Regions from separate parts of the Anas platyrhynchos genome. Here region 1 is linked to region 2. Evidence: chromatin contacts called from public Hi-C data. All regions are on one chromosome and are shown on one strand. Each heading gives the region's core, a stretch centred on a gene start, on an enhancer-like site or on the middle of the called end of the contact. The rest is flanking DNA. Distances are from core to core; before and after follow the strand shown.

The links. Hi-C and Micro-C count contacts between places; a contact is called where the count stands out from the background.
Region 1: a Hi-C map of F1 follicle shows a contact between it and region 2, with 4 times the contacts expected there. The contact joins the enhancer-like site here to the promoter of STON2 in region 2. A contact is called at or near these places in 4 of 8 Hi-C or Micro-C datasets (F1 follicle, liver, skeletal muscle and 1 more).

What each region holds. Positions count from the first base shown.
Region 1 is chr5:21,317,632-21,323,445 of IASCAAS_PekinDuck_T2T, reverse strand. The region is part of intron 4 of STON2 (stonin 2); the gene reads right to left. Among named protein-coding and RNA genes, the nearest start is that of GTF2A1, 44 kb to the left of the region's middle. Within about 2 kb of position 3,570, at least 2 of the 8 cell types and tissues checked have an H3K27ac peak or open chromatin away from gene starts, as enhancers often do. A contact at or near this core is called in F1 follicle, where this site is marked.
Region 2 is chr5:21,255,763-21,261,569 of IASCAAS_PekinDuck_T2T, reverse strand. It overlaps STON2 (stonin 2), which reads right to left and starts at 1,506. Exons shown (of 7, transcript XM_027458947.3): 1 at 1,351-1,506.

The DNA.
Region 1 (5,814 bases), core at 2,321-4,820, 60 kb before region 2:
GTTACCAAAAGTATGACTTCACCCCAGTCTTAGTCATTATTACTACCAGTGGAATACTTAGGCTCCCAGTTTGGCTAGGCTAAACAAAGCCTAGCCAAATGTATGTGAGGGGACAGAGCAGAGCTGGGAAACACAAAGCCAAACCTGATCCAACAGAGGGATCAATCTGAGAATGACAGGTTTTGTGGAGAAGAATGAATTACTTTACACTTTTTTTTTTTTTTTTTTAATCCAAAAGGAGAAAAAGGAACAAATGAGAACCACGGAAGACGCAGGCATGACATTTTTAAAAAGCAGTTCCTTTCAAAGTATGTTGGCTAAGATAATTGATGACAGTTTGCCTCTAAGCGTACTTTGGACTTTGCTTCTACCCACAGAAGTCTACTTCCCTCTCTGAGTTCAATCTCAGCAGTACATAGTGCATACACTTCAGTAGTGCAACTGGTACTGAGTGAGAACATAGAGCTTGTGGAGCAATACTCTGAGTGCTAATAAGGAAAGAGAAGCTACTGGTAGCCCAATAAGTTTCTGGAAGTCTGTGATATTTGGTAAGTAGAACAGACCTGTAGCCCATCCTAAAAATGAAAAGACAATCCCACTCCATCTTGTAGGAGCTGATGGCAGAATGTGTTGAACAAGCTCTCCTTTCCAAAGAGCAGTTATTTAAGTCTTGTATGAAGACAATAAGGCATGCCATTCTGTCATATTTTTATGACAGTGAAAATCCAGTAACGGACTGGTAACAAAATGCAAAGGTTTGCAAATCTCTTACATTTTGTCTTCAGAGCTTGAGATAGTACCATGCAGGATAAGCCTGATATTTGCAGGGGCAGACTGCAAGCAGAAATGTGCCAGCTGATGGATCCTCTCAGAGTTTGGAATCCCACTAAGCAACATAACCTCTGATTGCAAAGCAACACACCATCTCATTAAGTTATGGGACCAAAAGACACTGTGCCTTTAATGCACCATTATGTGCATTAGATGTCTGAAACAGGTTTGCTACTGCCAGTCCATCTGTTCAGAAACTGTACTGGTAGCAGCCACAAAAGGTAACACCAGTTGAGGACAACTTGGTAGTCAGAGTGAAATAGCTGGCTGACCTCTCGTGTCTAGCTGGGCAGTTTCTGTATCACTGAAGCCAGCTATCTGCCCAGTATAGTGCCGATTCTCTAACAAAAAAAGGTCAGTACATAGTCGAATAAACCTGTACCAGTGCTCAATTCACTGCTTACAAAAACGAACAGTGATGTCCAAATCTGCACATCATTTTGGAAGAGGCAGGACAAGGTAAATCAGGAAGAGGAGGGATATGTTTTGTTTAATGACTGATATAAAATAGTACAAAAGTAAAATTTATATTTACATACAAAGATTTCAATCTCTTAACTGCAGACAAAAAAATGAAGGGGCAAAGAGAAAAAAAACAGACATTTGTATTTTACATCTTCAGAATGCATTATTGCCCAATGCTTTTGGCTCCCCACAACTTTAAAAATAGTAGCACTAACTTCCTGATTCCAGCACCCAAGGCATTTCCCAGGATCAAGTTTTATATCATATCAAGTCAGCAGCTCAGATTCTGTCTGCCAGATTTGTCTACATATCTCTGGTTATCCGGGCAAGAGGTAATCTCATGTTTATACACTGCTGCTACCCTGAGCAATATCAAAATGATTTACAAGTTATGCCACTGCTGTTATTATTAAAAAAAAAAAAAAAAAAAGACATGTTTCCCAATTGCTAATGTAAGGCTCTGTGCAAACTTAAACTTCAGCTATGTGTTTTAATAATTTAGTTGCCTAATTAACTGCAAAGACAGATTTATTCCATAAATAGGGTCCCATTAAGCAACATAACCTCTGACTGCAAAGCAGCGCACTCTGGTCTCATCTATATCCACAGCAACATAGCTGATACATGTAAGTTTGGGAAGTTAACAGTGCTCTACTTCTGCCTGAAGCTTATGCTAGTATTTTTCCCCTGTAACTTATGCAAACAATTTTTGTTTGTTTTAAAGTACAGAGAAGGACATATAACTATGTGCAGGTAGCCAGCTTTGCCAGTCCTTCCTGACCGAAAGCATGCAGGACCTCCAGGCTGCAGTTTTATGAATTAACATGAGGAGCTCACTGCAAATGTGATAGGAGCTATAACAAGATCATGTGCAGGTTTTTTGTTTGTTTGTTTGTTTTTAATTCCAAGAGGAATTTTTGCCACTTAACAGAAAGGACTTAAGGAGACTAGCTAGAAATAGTGTGAGGAAACAGCTTGATCTGTCTGTAATGCCTGATCCATGTAGATGTCACTGAGGATCAACCAAAGCAACACCTCCACCCTTGACAAATGGTGATAATTACAGGTGCGTGAGAAGCAGCATGATGCAAAGGATATGGTATAGGAATGGGTAGGTACAAAAGGCCTAAGTGGTAATCTGAACTATGTGATTGTCCAAGTGACCTTCAATAAGCAATTTATGCCCTCTGTTCTGCAAATTTTCTCTCTGTAGCAAAGCAAAAATATTAGTATGATGGAAAGTGTTACTGGCCATTATCAAGTTTATTTAATGAATAGACCATAACTCATATTAAAGCTTGTGGGCTTTCTAGGCACCTTGCAGGACATATGGAATAAGCAAGGGAACTCCTTTAGGGAATAAGACAACTGGAGACAGTAGAAGCTATAGGCCATGGCTGAGCAAAACTGAACTCATGCACGTCATGCCAAAGCATTTCCTTGTGCACTGGCTACTTGTGCACAGATACACCTGCTGCTTGCACGTAGGTATATCTGGATGTAAGCAAATAGAAAGGTGGAGAAGCTGCAGTAAGTATATGGCTTTGGGACCAAAGGCTGGATGCTTAAGTACAGGACTCTCTGTGAACTGAAAGGAGAAATTTGCTTCCTACTTTTGTTCCTCCCCGAGGCTGAGAAGCAGAGCACTGTCCACAGCATTTACAAGCAAGAAGTATTCCACCAAAAATATGGGAGGTAAGCCAAAAACAGACTCTAGTTCCAGTCAGCAATACACTCTCCTGAGATCTCAGCATGACAAATGCTATTTGTTTGAAAGGGAGAGAGTATATGGCATGGTTCCCTCTGCCGAGACTGACCTAATATCAACTGGGGAAAAACTGATCACAATTAGAAAGAATACCTTTTATTGGGTCTTGATGGTGATAATTTGGAAATTACCATATTATTATTAGTGTGTTAAAATATAGTCATTTTTGAAAGCAACTGCTTTGCAGAATTTTAGAACAGTAGAAATTATGTTCTGGTAGACATGTTCTTATACAGCAACAAAATACATAAAATATCCCTATCTTTTTGTTAGAAAAACCAACCAACCAAATTCCTGCCTGATTTTGCTTCAGGTAGACAGCAAGGAGGACAAAGAAAGGCCTGAGACAGTGAGATCAAGTGGTCAGGTGGCTGGAGAACATTTATAAAATAGGAAGAGATTTGGGAACTTTGCCAGGACTGTGAAGAGAGCATGTGGCTGCTCCTCACCCTGTGGTGGTAAGGTCACAAGGACTGTTTACACCTGCTCCTGTAAACTGTGCACCCAGAAGACCTAAGTATTTGTTGAGATAGAAATTAGGGTGACAAAAGTAGGGCCTATGGAGTTGCTCAGATATCCCCAACAAGAAAAGCTTTGCATTGAGTGAAAATACTGAGAGAAACCCTCAAGTTTCCAAGCAGTAGAGAGACCTTGAAAAACAAATTCTTGCTACATTAGTAACTGAAATGTTCTTGTTACAGACAGACAGATACCAGTTTATTTCAGAAATAAACTACAAGTTTGTCCCCAGAATTTGTAATAAACTTGCTTCTTGCTGAAGCAGTTGCAGGGTTGAGTAGGGGCTCTGCAGAGACAGTTTTCACCTCCTGAGGCCTTTAAAGATGTGTTTTGGATATATGCTGAGCAAGAATGTTTTAGGGAGACAGGCCACAAGAAGAAATATTCCCACTTGTGGTAACCTAACTTTACCTTCCTTTACTGTGACACTTAAAGACTCACTCTCATTTTTTGTCCATCCAGAAAATTTATAATGTTATTACAAGGGCTGCCTTGGAAAGTATTTCTAACAGCACGGTTGTATCAGCAACCACAGTTCACGTCTGCCCTGCCAGGCTGACAACCACACTAAGACAACTTCTGCCAACTCTGGAAACAACTGGAGCTGATCCAGCTCAACCTTCATATATGCATAATGCAAGGATTCCCAAGGATAACAGAAGATACAGGAAACTTGTCAGCACATTCATCTAAATATATGTTAGTTAACTGCTCCTGGTATAAGGCAGGACTCAGTTTTAGAGTCCTGTTACCATCCCACGATACAATCAGCACTTCATCTCCAACCTCAAGGTAGCTGCCAACCACTCCAGGAGGCTGTTTGGAGGGAATAGCTGGTTTTGCGACATACTACTCTCACTGAGGCCATTCCCCCCTTTACGCATTCACCTGTTCCAGGCCTGGGACTTTTCCTTCAGCCCAGGCTCCCACCATAAAGGCCCAGCTGTTGTGCAGTTACTCACAATTGCAGGAAATGAACAGAACCCAATACTAGGCTATTATCTTTCTTATGTCATCTGAAGTTTTGTTTTTCCCTTTTGTATGTGTGTGTGGAGCCACCACAGTACACGGGGTATTTAGGGTCACGCCGCAAAAGTGCCAAACAGCAACGATACAACAACCCAGTCCTTCCACACTCCCTTGGGCCATGCTGGTGTTAGTCCAGAGAAGAGAAAGGCTTGGGCCTTACTGTTAAAGGAGAGTCTGACCAAAAGAGACCCAAGCAAGCAGAAGGGAAAGTGACCCATAATGTTATCGTAGCACTCTGTGGTGAGAAGTGAGAAGGAAACCCATGCTTCCTTCCTCTCTGCATGAATTTTAACTTCCCCTCTTCCCATCTCTAGCAGGCATCTTCCCTCCAAGCTACAGCTCTGCCTGTGGGTAAAACACATGCTAGAAAAGGCCCCAATTCCCTTATGCTAGTTCTGCACAACTTACCAGCTCTTTTTCTTTTCTTACAGTTAAGTCTCTGCTTCCCTCCCCCCAGCCCCTCACACACTGTGTAGCCTGTAGCCGAAGCTGTATGTCCTCTTTCTTTTCCAAATGATGCTCTGCATTCTTTTGATGGGGGTGCAGAGAGGGGAATTCAGCTCTGGCTTAGCCAAGTCACCTCTTTTTCTTAGCAAGATAGAAACAAAGGGCAGAAAACATTGAAATAATCCTGTGGAGAAGTAAACGAGAGACCCAAAATGCTCACCATCTCAGTAAGGTATGAGAAGTGAGCCCCACACCATATGTGTATACACATACATACATACAGACACACATGAGAGAACAAACTGTCAGCTTTGAAGGTGACAAACAAGGAATACTGAAAATTTCTGTCCTGGAGCAGTAGTTACTAGGAATCAGGCAGGGTAAAGAGGCTGGATGGGGCACGGCTCTGACAGTATCAGGGCAATTTCTGTACTCACTATACCACAGGAAGCTCAGTGGAAAGAAACTACTGCATTCTTGAAACATGGAAGAGACTTAGCATGTCTTCAGGGTATAGGACAAGATGAGGGAAAAGAAAAAAAAAAAAAAAAAAAAGGACAACACGATGGGAAAACCTTACTGTCTTCATCAGGCAAAGCAGAAAGTCCCTCCAGCGCTGCATAGCTGATTTGGTGGCCAGTGAGAGACAAGGGCTGAGCACAGAAAGTGACGGATGGGAAGGAAAACAAAAGGGGCCCCACAGCTGCTGTGCCCTCTAAACAAAGCACAGCTTTCTGAAGCCATGTGAGATTTTG
Region 2 (5,807 bases), core at 257-2,756:
GAACTGAGACACAGCGCAATGTGGGAGAGAAAAATTTGGCCATTTCTCTTCCCGGAAAGTTTAAAGGTCATGTGCTTGATGGCTTTCATGTTTTAGAAATAATTTAAAAGCTACAAGTATAAGAAGAGCAGAGATCATTACATTTGCCAGCTGCGTTCCCATATGTAGGCAAAACGATACACTAGCTCTTTGAGAACTACTGTGATTTGCTTTGTACTTGAGGTCTCCAGAGAAGTTATCATGAAATAACTAACATTATACAGAAAACCACAAAGATTGTTAGCTGACAAAGTCACGGCATTACAGATCAAACGTAATTCATAACAAATACCACTTCAGGTTATAATCAAGACTGAAACTTTTGGAGAAGAGATAAGCTAGCTACTTGGAGGCGAAGTGTTTGGGAAAATAGCGTGCATTGCAAAATCCCATGTAATAGAACCCACTGCAGTAACTGGTCTTATTTGTGGCAACACAAACCTGATCTACTAACAAATTCGTTTAACTGGAAAATATTAAGGCAAAGTCCAGAGCTCACGTGCATATTACACAAGGTAAATTTCACTCAGCTAGGCAGATAAAGAAAAAAAGAACCCAGTCACACACAACAGGCGGTGAATGTACGCGTTTTGCAAGCATCCTATGGTTTGCAATTTACTTGCCCAAACTAGTAAGTTTACAAAACACAATTTCACAGAAGACAGGAATGATTCATGGATGATTCACGAGTACAGAAATGCTCATGTTTGCCAATTTTTTCCTTGAAAAACCTAAAAGTGCCCTCAAACCAAGACAGTGAACTTACTCCAAGGATAACTGCCATGAGAAAGCCCAAGCAAGCCCTGGAAGCAGCGAGCTGTGAAGCACCACCTGACCTCGTCAGGCTGCCCAGCGTTATTTCTTCATTTGTTTCTCTTTGAAAAGCTCCAGTCACACACACACAAAGATTGTACCGCGGGACAACAGCTGAGCCTGATGGCAGCAAACCAGGCAACAAAATTATTAACGGGAACCAACGGGGCGCAGCGCAGGCACCGAGCACAAGGGGCATTTAACTCGGGGAAGCGAGGAGCGAAGGGGCTGGATGTCAGTCAGCACAGAGCGGCACCCTGCACGGAAACCTGCTGTCCGTGCCTTCCTACCCTGCAGCTTACACGGGGTATCGAGGCAGCCCGCAGGAGAGGAGCGGCAGCGCTGCCTTCCATCGCAGCACCCCTCATGCGGACACCGGCCGAGCACGGCAGGACCCCACCGCTGCCCCGCAGGGGCTGACAGCCGGGAGCCCGGCGCTCTCCCCTTGGTAAAGGCGGAGCTAACCCCGATCCCCGCCGTCCCCCGGCTTCCCCCTACCTGCGCGGTGCTGCTCCCCGGGGACGCGCCGCCGCCGTGGGACCGGGCTGGGCTCCGCTGGGCTCGGCCGGCGCAAGCAGCGGCCCCCGGCCCGCCCCGGGCCCGGCGTCGGCAGCGCGGGGCCGCCGCCATTGGGCGCTCCCCAGCGGCGCGGAGAGGGGGCGGCGGCGCCGGATTGGGCGGTGAGGCCCCGGCCCGCCCCTGGGGCGGTGGCAGGGCGCTGAGGGGCTCGGCCGCGGCAGGGGACGGGACGGGCCCGGGGCTCGCTTCTTGGTCCCGGGTACCGGCAGGGAAGGCTCCCGGCCGAGGGGCAGCCTCCGCTCCTGCCCGTGTGGACGTAAATAATACAGAGGGAACAGCACTTCAGGAATATATAATAAAAATATAAAAGCAGTCTGTTTCGGGGCGTTCAGCAGAAAAGCTTACATATGTCAGCGCTTGTTTACAACTGATCCTAACCATGATTTTTTTTATACCCACTTCTACTACAGAGTAATAGGTGCCTCAAGGCTTATGCCATTAGATGGGTAGGTTTCACAGCTCAGGTGTCATCCCCAGCCCATGTGTTCATCAGAATTAATAAAACTGCAATGCCTATGAAATACTTTTTTTTTTTTTTTTTTTTTTTAGTGGTGAGGTGTAGTATTACAGGCCTAGTAATATAAATCTAAAATATTCACTTTGTCTTTAAAGATTCCAGATTTCAATCTGCATATGCAAACAGCTTTATGGAGGCTTTCATTTTTAACTCTTGAACAGTTAAATTCAAGACTGCTAAAAATGAAATTTTTATTTGATAAAGTGGAAGAAAGCCAAGTTGAGGAAAAGGACTGGGGTACCACCCACCCCTCAGCAGGGTGCAGCTGAACCCAGCCCTTAGCAGATTTAGGCAATTACTGCTGAGCATGGAGGAGGTATCATCAGAGAGCTTCCTAGAAAACCGAAGCATGCAAGCTGAGAAATGTTAATTACCTTAACAGCTGCATGATGGCACTGTTTAACAGCATTAACTAACATCAGAGTGACTAAAAAAAAAGCAAATCACACAAGTTTTGAAACAGATCACCTAGGGAGGAAGGCAGTGAAGCACTCCTGCAGAAGACTGGGAAATGCTCAAATGCCAAGAGCAACAGGCCCACGCCATTAGGGTGACTGCAGCATGCTTGGCTCTTGAACATATCTGGCTCACCCTATCTTGCATTTGTCTTGAAAGGGCTTTCAATGAGGCCTTGAGCCCTGCCACCCAAAGCAAGGGCCATGCCATGGGGCAGGTGCGGGACACAGTCTGGCTAGTGGGTTGATGCAAGTGCCAGCTTAAGCTGGGCGGGGGAAAACACACAGCTTGGACGCTTTTGAACCTGCAGACCCTGTGCAGTCCTACCCAGCAGCATGAAGTGTTTGTTTCCCAAACAAAGATAATCAAGAAAGGTGGATGGGAAAAGAAAGGTGGACTTTGGATAGCAGGTGTAGTCACTTACATATGTAAATATAATGACTGACTACTTTACAGCAAGGACAGAGGATGGCTGTGCCCAGGTACAGCTGCTGTCTTTGTCTCTTCTCATAAGTCATTTATGAAACAAAAGTACTATGGATTAGCAGCTCCCCTATACATTCCCCATCTTTAATAAAGCCAAGAGCTAGAACAATGTCACTGACCTCTGCTCCACTGATGTGGAAGAGATCTCACCTAGTAACAGAGTTCAAGGGACTCCAAGTCTGTCAATACCATCCAGGTTTGGTCAAGCCTTAAACCCCATTTCTTCCCTCCAACAACGTAGATACTGAGCAAGTAAAGACTAGAATCATCCCTAATCTCATTTGTTTTAAATATACACATCACCTCATTTTTTGTTCTTTCAACTTGGCAGACAAATAATGAAATATTAATGTTTAAATTAAAAAAAGAGGATACTTAATAATCCATTACATTTTGGGAAGCTCTTAACTATGCTATTTTATTCCAATTCAATCCAATCCAAAACAATGATTCCCAAGCAAATTTCACTGCAGATTTTATTGAATTACATCAGTTCATAAAGTGAGATATATTTAATTGTATTAAATGAAGTGAGAAAGTGCCAGTGCGATCTCTGGAGATTGATGTAACCCTTAGTGACACCTCAGCAGAGGCCCAATTCAGCAGTGTACTGAAGCACATCCAGATTATTTTTTTTTTTTAACCCACATGGACCTGTTTCCATGACTAAGTAAATTCATGCTCCACATACCTGTTAATACCACGTCACAAAGAGTCCAGCTTCACAGGCATATTCACGTATGTGCCTCAGCCCATAGGTTGATATTGACTCCACACAGAACAGCAAGATAAAATACACAGGTATGCCAAAATTTGCTTGTTCAGCTTCCTTACCTTACATGCACATGGATGCATGAGAAGTCTTGGCTTCAGCTGACACATGCAAGCTTGGAAGACCTGAGAGATGAACATGGCCTGGATATTTGTGTTGCCCCAGTTTTGGCAAGATTAGTTTAAAGCTGATAGTCTATCACCTTCATTTCCCATGCATAGACCGGGCATTTTCCACATGGAAAGAAATTGCTCAGGTGTCCAGGCACCCTTGTTTTGCCATATATAAGCAAACCAAAGTGATCAGTAGCCACAGAGAATGCTCTGTGACATGAACAAATGAGAAGTTTGTAGGACAGTAGTGCTACAAGCATTGCAGTCAGTGTAGGATTCTGGAAGTGTTAAGTGCTTATAATAAAAGTGACAAGTACAGGGAGAGTTAAAATGTACATGTTTGCAAAGTCTTTATGTAATTTGAAAACTTCCTTTCCCGTAGTTGCAAGAAAATCTTAATTATTTCACATCTAGAAATCCTGAGGAGACAATAAAAATTTGTTTTATTGTACTTAAATAAGGAATAATATTTTTAAATGACGCAGTCTACCTTTTGTCCTAGTACCTTTCACAGAGAGCTCTTATAGAACTAATGAGATCCTAAATTTGAAGTGTTAAAAAAGGAAGCTTACTTTTAGCTTGCAAAGTGATTTATTTTCCCCCAACTGCTCATTTTCAGCATTTACCACAGAACTTTTTCAGTTTTCAGCCAAAGGATGAGTAAATATGAGAATATTTTATGATGCTGAATATACAGAAACATTTAAAAATCATTCCTATCAACCTATGCTTTGGAGATAAATTAAGAATGACAAATGTAGTGAAGAGCAAACTTCTGGGGGCTTGTAAAGTCAATATCATATTTAGGCCCCCATCAAAGAAGAAAAATTTAACGTGTACAATTTTTTTTTTTTTAGTATCTTTGTGGAGCTCTTCACTGAACATGCAAGGTATGCCTATCAGAGTAAGTGAACATTGTTAATACACCATCACATTCACTAAAATGGGTAGTTGAGACATCCATGTACATTAATCAAGAACCATTTCTTTCTTGCTCTTTTTTGAGGAGTTCCTACTTGCACCCTTTACCTTCCAATGAGCAAAAGATTAGATTCTTAGTAGGAAATCCATACAGCTGTTTATTTAGCAAAGGGGCAGAAAAAGCCAACACAGCTGTGTGTAGTGAGATCACATTTATCTCACTAAGCTTGAACTCTTACTTTAGTCACCTCCCTTCTGTGCAATGTTTCCCAGAGCTCAACATCAAGTCAGACTCAAAATTACTTAAGATATGAAATCCTTTAATTATCCAATTGCAGATAAGCATTTAGCATCAGGCTTTATATTCCATTATAAAATTTATAGTATTTTGTGTAACAACTATTCCTAATGGACTGTTCAGACCAATAATCAAGTTGATGAGAACCAGAGAGTAAATTAAATGCTACATGAAAAAATTTAACCCAAGTCCTCTTGATCTCACAGCATCAGTAATGAAGGTAATCAACTGCTGGAAAACTCAAAAAGCATATAGATTTTCAGGCCTTCTGTTTTTGAATTTGAAGGTGGATCCTTTTTATAATTCAAATGCATTAGCTGTAGGCTGGCACATGCCAGATATTTCTTCAGTAGTTTTAACATTGGCTATAACGATGTTAGATTATATGAAATGCATTTTTTCATATGTCCATTTTTAATAGCATTAATGTGAAAAATACTAATGCAAGTGAGCTTTTCCATTAAAATTGTCAATAGGTCTGGAAAAATATGAAAAAAATATTTAAAAACACTTAAATGCCATTAATTAATGCATTTCCAATATATAGTAAACTCCAGAACCTACCAAGCTTTAAAGTAAGATTGGTGAGAAACAAGTATTTCTGTAAAGTACACATTTGAAGGTATTTGTATAGCTCAAATATTTTACCAGATGGCCTCATTAGCCAAAAAAATGATTGTTAAAAAAAGATCTCTACCTGCTGCCAAACGTTTTCACTTGCTTTAGTGAGAAAGAATATGCACTCGAAGAAAATCTAGAGTTAACTTTGCAAAAATAGCTGCTGTCCTGGAAGCTATGCCCAACTAGTCCACA